Regions from separate parts of the Mus musculus genome. Here region 2 is linked to region 1. Evidence: chromatin contacts called from public promoter capture Hi-C data. All regions are on one chromosome and are shown on one strand. The core of a region is the stretch at or near the end of the contact, and the rest is flanking DNA. Distances in the headings are between cores, read along the strand shown. Region 1 has its middle 160 kb from the start of Gm35726. Region 2 holds the start of Pitx2 (paired-like homeodomain transcription factor 2).

What was found. Promoter capture Hi-C pulls out the DNA fragments that hold promoters and counts their contacts.
Region 2: a promoter capture Hi-C map of second pharyngeal arch cranial neural crest shows a contact between it and region 1, with 3 times the contacts expected there. The contact joins the promoter of Pitx2 here to the enhancer-like site in region 1. A contact is called at or near these places in 8 of 39 promoter capture datasets (cranial neural crest, embryonic stem cells, frontonasal cranial neural crest and 3 more), 2 of 484 Hi-C or Micro-C datasets (cranial neural crest and embryonic stem cells), 4 of 115 datasets of contacts at active chromatin or transcription factors (craniofacial prominence, embryonic stem cells and stem cell-derived neural progenitor cells) and 1 of 9 other capture datasets (embryonic stem cells).

The regions. Positions count from the first base shown.
Region 1 is chr3:128,941,517-128,947,593 of GRCm38.p6, reverse strand. No RefSeq gene overlaps it. Among named protein-coding and RNA genes, the nearest start is that of Gm35726, 160 kb to the left of the region's middle. Within about 2 kb of position 2,688, at least 2 of the 459 cell types and tissues checked have an H3K27ac peak or open chromatin away from gene starts, as enhancers often do. A contact at or near this core is called in second pharyngeal arch cranial neural crest, where this site is marked.
Region 2 is chr3:129,197,114-129,203,251 of GRCm38.p6, reverse strand. Pitx2 (paired-like homeodomain transcription factor 2) reads right to left here and starts at 3,374. Exons shown (of 5, transcript NM_011098.4): 1 at 3,090-3,374. It overlaps Gm40149 (a long non-coding RNA gene), which reads left to right and starts at 4,343. Exons shown (of 4, transcript XR_867634.2): 1 at 4,343-5,997.

The DNA.
Region 1 (6,077 bases), core at 1,439-3,938:
CATATTTGTTACACTTGATTTGTTTCTTCTAACCAATTTTGTCTGTTTTCTCGTTTCTCAATGTATTTTAACATCTCTATGTACTTCTCCCAGCTTCCAAGATTCTAATTATTGTATTTGGGTAAGGTTAGGCCTTTAGAACTTTAAAGGCTCTCCTGATGGTGTTTTAAAGATTATTATTATTTCACTTCAGGGTCTTATGATTTCCTCCTGTTCCTTCCACATGTCAGCCTCTCCACCAACTCTGTGACTCTGCTTCTATCTCCTGCCAGGCTCATGCACCTATGTGCTTCTCTTCTCTCTCTGACATATGTGCCTGACCGTAAGCAGACACAGTCACTTCCCTTACCTTGTGTGTTTTCATTCTCCCTCTCTTTTCCCCTCTCTCCCTCTTTACCCTCCTTTCCTTCCTCTTCGATTTCCTTCTACCCTTTTGCTTTCTCCAGGCACTCTTGTGCTTTCTGTTTCCCATCGTTTTTAGCAGGCACTCGAAACAATGGGTTTCTTCGTGGGTTTTCCATCTCACATTCATACTTGCCTCACCATGTTTTCCATGCCCACTACCGTTACTGAACACCCCTGTCCAACACCCTTGGGGGCAGGTTAAGAAGGCACAGAGTCAACAACACAGACAAACTTAGGGAGTCAGACAAGTAGCAAAAATCAGGAACTGGGCAAACCTTTATATTTGCCTCCCAGCATCTCATTGGCTCTCAATTAGCCAGATGTGGAGCTGTCTCTTTCTGATTGGCTGGACCCATTGCCTGATCTAGCATCAGTGGTTTCTAGCCATGCTGACATATTCCAGGCTTGCTTGGGAAGGAATTATCAATGGTGCGTGCACTAGCATTGAGGCTGGGCCTCCTTGGTTATGTTCGTCCTGCACACTACTTTCCCTTTTGTCTCTTTCCATGTCCCTTTAGAACTCTTCTCACCACAGCTGTTTGCTATGTGGCACTGGTCTGTTTTCAGGGTCCCCATCATGTAACTCTACATTATCAGGGGGTAGCAATGAGGTCGGGACACTGTAGACCTTCATCCCATGTTTGCTGAGCCATTGAGATCAGTCATATTTCTTCCTGAAACATTATTGTTTTATGTATTCTATTAAGACTAATTAGTACTAATTAATTAGTGCTAGTTAAAAACATTTTCTCAATAGATTTTAAATTTATATCTTTTACAATCAAGTTTGACATTGTTTCTTCATTGGGAAATTTACTTAATAATCTCTGATAAATGCAATTTACATGTGAGGAATAAGGTATTCAGTTCAGCCTTGGGTCACATTTCTAAATGATGTCTTTGGTGCTGTGCTGTGCTGTGCTGTGCTGTGCTGTGCGTCATTTCCCAAGCACTGTAGGAAGAAACACTGTTAGCACTTCTAGCCAGCTCTGCAGCTTGGCCAAGTTTCTTAACTTCTCAGCTTTTTGGAATAATTCTTCTAAAATTGAAAATATCTTCCTTAAAAGACAGACATGAGAAATAACACCACCATATACACACTGTTATTCAGGAGACGTGCAAGACCCAGGACACTCTTTAAATTAAATACTTACTTCACTTTGATTTTAAAAAGTGGTGATTATTAACTATTTGTTCTAACGTCTCTGTTGGAAGTTTAACACATATTAGCAACATGTGATCTCTAGGCCGTGTGTTTCTCATCTCCATTTTTGGGTCTTATTACAAGCAGGGATGATGTCACATTCTGAGGGTAAAAGTCTGTGGCATTCAGAAGCACTGTCTTGGGAATTCTGTTGAAAATGCATAAATTCACTGACACACACATTGACATTTGTTGTTGTTGTTGCTGTTTTGAAGAGAATGAAAAATAAAGCATCCCAATAGTTATAAGTCAGAGGATTTGCACAATGCCTAGAATCTTTGTCCCTAAGATATACAGGGGAAGGAGACTCGATTCAGTGCTCAGCTTAATCTCCCTGCACACTCAAGTCAGAAGCAGCTTATGTTCCCTGGCAAACTTGAGAAACAAGCTTGCTTTTTCTTTTCTTTTCTTTTCTTTTCTTTTCTTTTCTTTTCTTTTCTTTTCTTTTCTTTTCTTTTCTTTTCTTTTCTCTCCTCTCTCTCTCTTTCTTTTTTTTTTTTAAATTTCTGTTGTGCCACACACTGGTTATCTCATTAATTTCACCCCTCAGATTGGTCCTGGGTTACTTTATATTAGTAAAAATTAGTAAAAATAATTTCAGCTTTACGTTTAATTGGCCTGTAAGTGCTATCTATGGAGAAACGTACACTGGTCATTAATATCATGAGAGATATAAATGGAAACATTTTCCCCCTTTACTCAGGAATTGATCCGTATCTTAGGTTGTTTTTATTTCCTTCCTCAAACAAACCAAAGATTATATTAACAGGATTTTAAAATCGAGTCAAGTTGGAGAGTGGCTTAATGGTTATTTGGTACTCAAAAGACAACAGGCTTCATGTAATGTGTGAGTTCAAGTTCTACCAAGAACTTCAAAAGGACATCTTGACCGCACATCCTATTTTAAAAATAAGAATTGCTGGGGGGGAAAGCGATGCTGAAGTTTAAAATAACAGCATGCAGATTTCTTTATAGAATTTAAAGAATGGAAAACACTTGCAAAAATATCAGCAGGCAGGGGCAGGAAGAACAAACGGTAACCAAATTGGTTCCTTTGACAAACCATAACATTTACTTTAAACCATCAGCGTGCTACTCAGTAAAAGGCAGGCTACTACTCTTTTAATAGATCCCAGGCCTTGTTAAACTCGCAGGTCTGCAAGAATTACCCAGGTCAAGAGCAGGTCAAAAAGTGAAAAGCCATGTGAACGTAAACTTTGAAATATCTGCTTCTGAAGAGTCCCAGCCGACTGTCTCCTCTGCAGTAAATACACTTCCTCTTTGTGTACGACAGTGTTCAATATACTGTACCTAAAATATGTGCAAGTAATGTAAATGGTATTAGGATATTTCATATCTTTGACTGTTAATGGCAATTTCAACTCTCTTCATAGTTGATGAATCTTTGTTAGTGTATTTATTTTTAAAATCTTTAAGAATTGCCCAATATTTTGAGACTGCATTGAATAGTTGCCTCTATTTTATTTTTAAAAAGTTATACTCTACTTAAAATTAGAGCTACAACTTTTTCATGTATGAAAGAAAGAGTTGGCGGATGACTCACTGTGGAATTTATTTGCTTGGTAAACCGGGTATTAATCTGGCCTCCAATACACTTGCTGTAGGTTTTGTTCAAGTGTAAGGTCAGCCTGTGAAGCTGTTTTTCATTTTGTTTTATATGTGTTAATATAATGCCTTATGAATTACCCCAGAGTTTTCTTCTGACAGCTAAAAAGCATAAACGTTTTTCCTTTCAAGGGGATTGAAAGTAAAGCAATTGACTCTATATTTGAAATGATTTATCTAAGATCCTTCTGCTCACATCTTGCCTTAATGTTTATAGAGAATATTCTTTGGGTTTTTACTGGTAGCATTGTATTTGTCAAGCTCTGGACCTGTTTCTCAAAATTGAGTCCATCCTAGGCTATGATCTTTTAGAGTTTATTGGCCAAAGTGTCGGCAGAGTTAATGGGCACCATACTATAAGTTTGATGAGAAAGAAATAGTATCTTGGGACTTACATCAGAGATCTCCAAGAAGAGAAATAAATAGTATCTTAAGACTTACATCAGAGGTCTCCATTGAGAAAGTGGAAGGAAAATATACCTTATTGCTGTCTTCATAAGAAATGAAGAGGAAAGGAGTTTGATTGATTTTCTGGTCTTTGACCATAGGCTGAAGTATTTCTGCATGACCACAATGAAAAATGTTAACCATAAGTGAAACAATGCCAGTCCTGGTTCAAAGACAGAAAAAAGAATATAAACATTCTTTAAACACATGGATATAACTGACATACAAGGGTGAATTCAGTGGGTGTCTACTGGTGGTAGCAGTTAACGTGGACTAGGAAAAACCAGTAATAGTTGTGCTTGTAAGAGATAATGTGAGATTTTCAGATACTTTACATGGATTTACTCACTAAACCTTCACAGCAAACTTATTTACCTCAGGAGCCACTGAGAGGCAAGTGTTTGGCCCGAACACTCAGAGTCTAGAAATAATACTGGATTCAAAGGGAGGAGCTAGCTCCAGAGTCCATGCTTTAAACACAATGTTAAAGGAAATAAGGTTGAAGAAAATTCTGTATTTCAGGGGCCAAAGATATATCACTTCTTGGATTGTTATAGTGGACCTTGCATGCCCTTCAGTTGATGACAGAGACTGAATACCTACATTGTCTTAGCAGCCTGGTAGGGCAGCCTAGTCTTTAGACTTCCCCTGGCACTAAGCACTGGATTCAGTTCCAAACAGGCACATGGTGATTGAATAACATTTGGAGGTTTAGGTAGAGTGTCTTTGGGTCTACACTGGTCCGTCAGTACATTGCAACATTGCACTTGACACTAGTTATGAACTTAAAGTAATTCTCCATAAACTTGAAAAGCACATATGCACAACTGCTTAAACCTTTCTCTTCAATGAAACTCATAAAAGGGAGAAACCAACCAACCAACAAACAAACCACAGAACTCTACTCATATCATTCCTTATTCTGCCCACTTGGCTTAGTCATAACTACAGAGACCTGGCTTAGAATACTTAATATGTCCTATCTCCTTAATACTCACCTGTTCTCTTCTTCCTGTTTCATATTCATCTGGACCAAAGCCACAGTAATAATCTTTATTTCAAAATTTGGGCCCATTATGGTTTTGCTCATAGTAATCTAGCTAACAGTAGAGGTAAAAAGATGACCTGAAGGTTGTGGGTGGCAAAGATGGTTCACACACTCTTCAACTGTGTTACAATGAATCTGCATTTAGTTTTTAGCAACTGGTTGGATTTTTGTTGATGACTTCCAATATTTTTGCCTCTAAGGAGTGTAGACTCTTGTGATACGTAAAGAAGAAGAAGGAGAAGAAAAAGAAGGAGGAGGAGGAGGAGGAGGAGGAGGAGGAGGAGGAGGAGGAGGAGGAGGAGGAGGAGGAGAAGAAGAAGAAGAAGAAGAAGAAGAAGAAGAAGAAGAAGAAGAAGAAGAAGAAGAAGAAGAAGAAGAAGAAGAAGAAGAAGAAAAAGAAGAAGAAGAAGAAATCAATATTTTTTCTTTTTCTTTTTCCTTTTTTTTCGAGAGAGGGTTTCTCTGTGTATCCCTGGCTGTCCTGGAACTCACTCTGTAGACCAGGCTGTCCTCGAACTGAGAAATCCACCTGCCTCTGACACCCAAGTGCTGGGATGAAAGGCATGTACCACCACGCCCAGCTAATATTTGATGTTTTTATCTTATTCCTTTTACAGATCTATGGTTTTTGGAGTCAGACACATTTGCAAAGTACAATCTAAGTAGTTTTGTGAGAATTGTATAATTTATTGTTTAATATAAAAAAATGTTTAGCTGGGAGTCTTGACATAAAAAGAGCTCAGTAAGTGGTTTGTGCCTCTGACTGATTGCATTTAATTATGGGAGAAACACTAAGGGACACATGTAACAACATGGTTGGAGCCTCCAAGGAAGCTTTCATCAAGGAAAAGCAAGAACCATTTACACAAGAGAAATCATATGACCGAGGTCTGTTAAAAGGGAATTATTTCATTTTCCGTGAAGACACATAAGAAGCTGGCCCCTCAGTGAGGAGGCCAGTGGAAGCCAGGACTGAGCCTTCCAGTATCAGGGGTACTCTTTCATGACACTGGAATATGCCAGGCTACCTAGCCCTTTCGGTGAGCCTAGGTGATGGGGAATTGAGTGGTTTTTAAGGAGGATGTAGAGAAAGATGAAAATGGTGTTTGAGGAAGATTTGACCTCATGGGGTTGGGATAGACTGCAAGGGGAAGGGCTTTCAGTGGCTCTTTGTGTGGAGGCAGAAGCTATATAGATAGATATCTTGTCAAACTACCATGGTAGCTATGGAAATGACTAGAAACTGGAAAAACTCGAAAATGTGTCTTGGAATACAAACCAGTGAAAATGTCATTTCTTTACTGTAAATAAAAATTCAGGCTTTCAAAAAAGTAAAGGTAATTATTA
Region 2 (6,138 bases), core at 2,125-4,624, 250 kb before region 1:
CTGGAGCGAGACAGGAGACCCGGGCAAGCGTTTCTGGAGGGGCCGCCAAGCCCAAACAGCACCGAGGAGGCTGCTCCTCCAGTTTCGGCCTTTGCCGTCCCAGGCAAGCTAGATCCTTTTCAAATTTCCAACCGCAACTCAGACAGCCAAGCTTTTGACGCGGCCCCTTTTCTTTGCCACAGGCAAACCGGGAGAGGTGGGTGGCGGAGGGCTAGATGGAATGGTTGCTTTCAAGACAAGAAAGGGAAGAAGGGATTCTCAGGCCCCCTGAATCTTGGCTCCTGACTCTTGCTAACAGGGTATGCCTGCGATCGGAGGATCCTTTTCTCTTAGAGACCAGGGCTGGAGGTGAGAGCGGGCATTGCCAGGCCAGTGGGCCGAGTTTTGGCCTCAGGAGCATTTTCACGCGCTCCTCAGTCTCTTCTGGAGCAATCCAAGCTCCAGGGGACTCTGGCCAAGGTCGTGCTGCCTGGAGGAGGGGCCGCCTGGTGTGGTGGCCTGGGGATCCAAGACTGGGGAGCCACAAGCAGGTCCCCCCTCCCCCAGCTAATGAGACCCGGGTAGGGATTCTGCCGATCCTTGTGGACCCGTGGGCCCAGAAGTAGCAGTTTGGCGGCTCCAGATTTAGCGATTCTGCAGTAAAATCACAGGATTAGTGTCTGATTGAGATGTCTGTTCGGGAGATATTACAAAATTCATTATCACAGCTTTCTACTAACTCGATATGAAGTAACACAGATGGGATTTTATTAGTCCAGACTCCAAATGTTTACTTATGATAATTTCGGGGGAAATTTGCATGGCATCATCATTTCGATAATCTTTTTTTTTTTTATATGTCTGAACTGGCTGCATTATTAGCCGGTAGCCCCAACATTGCAGATGGCTACTGCAAATAGTTTTATTTATTTATTTATTTTCAAGGACTGAAATATACAGAAGAGAAAGACCTGACCTGTAAAGTCAGTTGCTACACATTTCCTCCCACCCCCATCCCCCCACGCTTTGGTGCTGAAGACCAATCAAAGCAGTAAGAAGCAACGCTTCAAGACCCCGTAGGTTTCGGCCCAAGGAGTGAAAAGATCAAGACGTGTTCCTTAGCTCCTTGCTACACGTCCTTGTGACTTTGAGATGTATTTTATTTCGCAGTAATGTGAATCCTGAGACTTTATGCTCCATAGAACGACCAGGCCTAATAAATGGGTCCAGTCTAACTAACTGAGGAAGATTTTTTTCTTTAAAGAGAGACCTTCAAGTCTTATCTGATGATACTTAAACTTGTCCTATCAAGGTGGCTAACGTGTGACAGACAAATTTCACTGCCAGATTACAACACTGGTTTTGATGGCTAATCTCAACATTTTAGATAGGAGACGTTTCCTGATTAGAAGTTATTCTCATGCCAAAAGTTCCCATCCTGGTTGGAATGTATATACCAAGCAATCTGGTTTGGGTCAGCTTCCATTCCATATTGTGTTAATGAAGCACTATCCAGCAATTAGCATGCACAGTGCCACTCCGGCCAGGCAGATAGGCAAGCCCTAAGAAACAGAGCAGTTTGTTTCAAAAATGATTTCTGCCCAAGCAGTACAAGGATGGAATTGTAGAAGAAGCTACGAGTTCTAATCAGTCCAAGAAAACACAAAAAACAAAAAACAAAAAAACAAAAATTCTTTCCCATTTCACCCTTTTCATTTCCTTTCTTATCCCACAGCAGAACCATTCATGGAAAGCTGAAAAATAAAAAGCATGAGGCCATATGTTTTAAATGAACTAAATTGGTGTGATTAGCCAGCAAATTAATTTGCAGTGGGTAATCATTTAAGGAAATTAAGATACCACTTTAGCACAGCCCCGTGCTTCACCATGAGCAAGCTTTCTTTAAAGCTCTGTGGAATGTGTGCTTCTGGAGCTTTGGAGCTACAGTGCTCAGCTTACAGGACAAAGCAGGGCAGTAACTTAGGCGTAGTTTTGCTGAGGCAAAGCAAAACATTCCATAAGTGAAGTAGCTACTTTGTTTTGAAACTAAACTTTGATTATTGGAATACTGTGCTCATTTTCAACGCCCCCCAAACAACAACAACAACAACAACAACAACAACAACAACAAGTCCTCAATTCACTTCAGTAACAATCTTTGTTTCTGTGAAATTATTGGTTTTAGGTGGAGTCTCCTCTAAATGATACTGCATGAGAATAAAATATCTTTAATTGTAACTAATGGTCTGAAAAGGATGCAGAGATCTCTTAAAAATCAAATTACTTGTTCGTTAAATCGTTTAGAATGTATGAATGCATATTATTGTAATTCATAATAGTAAAAGACTCTCTCCCCATTTTAATTTACCTCAAAAAAATACGGTAGTCCTACAAAATAGAATAAAAACAAAAATATCCCAGCCTCCTAGGATAGTTTGATTTCTAAATTGTTTAGGGAAGGTGATTTAATTGGAATAAAAGGACTGTATTTCGCTGGTTTGGAATCGCATGTTTTTACTTAGTTACCAGTTGCAAAATAGTGGCCTCTCCGCATCCGTTTAAAATGCATCTCCCTCAGTACAAGATTGGAGTTGACTGATGATCAATTTAAAGGATTTATAATCCGAAGTAATTGTGCGGGTTGGCATCTAGGCCTGGCTCTCAGGTAATTCGCTTGGGCCTGAGAGGTCACTAACCGCCGGTTAAGATGGAATCTCCTTTTTTTTCCAATGGGTAATGATGGGAAGGGGCTAATCTATTCCAGTAGCTGAAACTTTGTAGCTGGCCCTTTATCTTGACTGGGCTAATCCTCAGCTGGAGGATTTCTCCCTACCCTGTTGGCATCGAAATTTCAGGGAAGATGCCTCGTTTTAACTGCCAGCCATGCCTGGCTTCCAGTCGACTTCAACGCCGGGTAGGACTGTTCTAGTGTCTGCGATTGAGGGCGAACGGAACAGGGGCTCTGTAAGATCTGTTTGCCAACTGCGCTGAATCTGGAGAAACAAGCCCGGCGAGCCACAAATCATACACGGCGGAGGTTCTCCAGAGTGGAACAAATTTCCAGACTCGCATTATCTCACAGCTCTGTGGGAGAGAGGGCCTCCACTTACCGGCTACCGGAGAGAGAACGGCTGTCTCCCCGTCCCACCGCTTCCCAGGGTGACTGCCAGGCGGCCGAGGCTCGGGCTGCACAGCCAGCGCCGTGGAGCGGGTCTGGGTGGAACTGCGGGGATCTTGAGGGTGCCAAGTTCCGAGAGGGTCCACGCGGGGGGCTGCTAAAGCTAGCGGGCGCCGGCAGTTTCTGTCTGCTGCTCTCCGGCTTTCTCTCTCGGTCTCGCACTCTCTCTCCCCTCCCTCGCTCTCATCCCTCTCTCTTCCCTCCGCTCCGACTCCGTGTGCGGAGTGTCGTGACGTCAGCAGAGATTCCACCAAACTCCAGTGCACAGTGGCGCGCGGGCGGGCGGCCGAGCCTGCTGTACGCTGGGCGATCAAGGGGCGAGCACAGCCTTGGGCCACTGCGGGGGTGGGGGAGCGTGCAGGGGCGATCGAGGGGACAGGGGACCACTAGGGCTGAGAAGTGAGGCCCAGGGGCCCAGGAGACTGCGGTCCCGGACAGAACCCAGGAGGGAGGAGCGGAGGATCAGGGGCCGGAGGCAACTACCGACCGACAGGAGCTGACCAGTGGCAGGAGCTAGCACTCAAGCTGGGGAGCAGGATGGTGGGGATGGTAGGAAAGGGACAAGGATGGAATGGACGGAGAAAAAACGGTTGTGCGTCAAACCCCTTCTAAATCTGAGTGGGAGGGCCAGAGCCTGGGGAGACAGAAACCTATTCGCGCGGAGCAAAGTCTGGGTGGCTTACGAGGAAGGGACTAGCAAAGTGGCCCATGAAATGAAACAAAGGGCAGTGTGGCTTGGTTTGATCCGGGTGAGGCTTTCGAAGTGTGGATGTGAGTGTGCGCGCGCGTGACCTCCTTTCAGGCCCGCGGAGTAGAGGAAAGCTGGTTACTGTACTGATTGTCTACAGGGGCAGTGGGAGGGAATTGAGGGATCCACAGAGGGCAGCACTGAAGGTGGGTGGATGGATGGGGTGGCAAAGAGAAGATGATGACTGGGAGAAGTTAGAAAAATAGGGTGAGCTAGCGGCAGAAGGTGGGAGAGCCACAGCCGATAGGTGTGTGTGGGGGGGATGAAAGAAGGGAGGGAAGGAGAGAGAAAGAAAGAAAGAAAAAGGGGTAAGGAAGGGAGAGAGGGAGGGAGAGAGGGAGGGAGGGAGAGAGGGAGGGGGAGGAGGAGGAGGAGGAGGAGGAGGAGGAGGAGGAGGAGGAGGAGGAGGAGGAGGAGGAGGAGGAGGAGGGAGATATTACCAGACGATGACCGGAGGGAGGCCTGAACTACAGTAAGGCAAGGGCTAGGTCACGGTGGTGTCTGAGGTCAAGACGGGTGGATCAGAGTGGAAGAGCGCAGGTAGACAGGGCCACACACCGGCCAGTGTGTCGGCATGGGATCTCTTGCTCAAGTCTGGGACTCTCAGAGTCTAGAATTTCCTCTGCTGTACCTACACTCAACAAGTTCACCCCGGGTCGCGGATATCTCATTTTTTAAAATGACGAGGTTAAGGTTCCTGACTGAGAGTGGTATTAAATTGCACCGGGATGGGGGTGGGGAAGGAGAAGGAAGTTCCCCCCCATATGAGCGAATGTTCTTGAAAGTCCAGAGTATGTAAGGCTGAAAGGGGCCTTTCCTAGTCTACAAGTGGGTCCTACTTCTAATTTCATATTTTCTGATTTCCTAATGCGTCTGTACTTTGGAAACGAACAGGATATTTTGGCAGGGTCTTGCCTTTGCGTGGAAGGGCTATAAATATGATTCGCCTGGAAGACCAGGAGTGAAGGCTTCTGCCAGACATATGGGACAAAGTTCTTTCAATCTCAAGTGCATCCCTTCAAGATATGTTTTAGGAAAATATCAGAAAATAGCTGTACCTCATGGTTTGGCGTTTTTCTCACCAATATTAAACCTTGCCTGGGAACAAAACCCAACCAGACCCGCCATTAAACTGCATTTCTCCTTGGTCCCTAATTCTCCTTGGTCCCTAATAGAAAATAAAGTCCCCTCTAAAATTCATACAGCTTTTCTTCCTAAATCAGCACACCAGTTCATGCAATTTGAGGAAGATAATGCTGACTCCTCTGAAGGATGCCCACGGGATGTATACACAAGAAAAGTTAACCCAGGGCTACCGCACACACGCCGAGTTTCCTTTGAATCTGGAGGCTGTTTGGAGTATGTTCTGTGTTTTCTTGAATGACTCCGTGGTTTCAATTCATTGGTGTTAGCAGGAAAAACAGGCAAACAAACTTGCTCAATTTGTTTTGAGTGCCAAATCCCTTCACTTTGAAATAGCTAACAGTCGACTCATTTTATGGAAAGAGTTAGCCTCTTCAGTCTCCAGGAAAACCGACGAGAGATCTGCATTTTAAGCCATCTCTAACCTTGTAAGATCCATGAAAACTCAAACTTTTTCTCCTAACTCAATGGGAAACCAAAGTAATGCCATTTAAAGGAAGAGATTCAGGAGGAAAACAGTCACGTGCTGTTTTTATTTTTATTTCCTCTTCCCCCCACCCCCTTTGAGCCTTTTGGGGGAAAAAAATCAAGCATCTCAACAAGTCCTCTCACTGAACTCTGGTCTCACCTCACCGGAATACTTCCTGAACAAGAACATTGTCATCTCTGCCCATCCATTATTATTTTGCTGGGTCGTCACCCTCTAAAATAATGGGCTATTGCCCCATCTCTCTCTTATTTTTCCCTTTGCATTTTAGAGACATTAAGAGGGGCTCCTAAAAGATCAGTCTGGCCAGGAGCTGGTGGCGTGGCTGGAGAGTCTCACAGAAATGTGGGAAGAAGCTGGAAATCAAGACCGGCTTGAGAGCAGAGGAAAAGAGAAAGGAGCAGAGTAGAGAGCCGCGCACATCTGCCCAGACAACTCTTTCCCCACTTTCAGGATTCAGAGGTTTGCAGCCAGGGCTGGGGGAAGGGGCTCCGGGAAGGGAAGCGGACGCCCACTCTCCACTCTCTGTCGTCGGGAGTCTCCCCCACCCGGCTGGGTTAACCCCCAGAATGGGCGGCTGTAGTCTCTCGGTGCTGAGCTGGG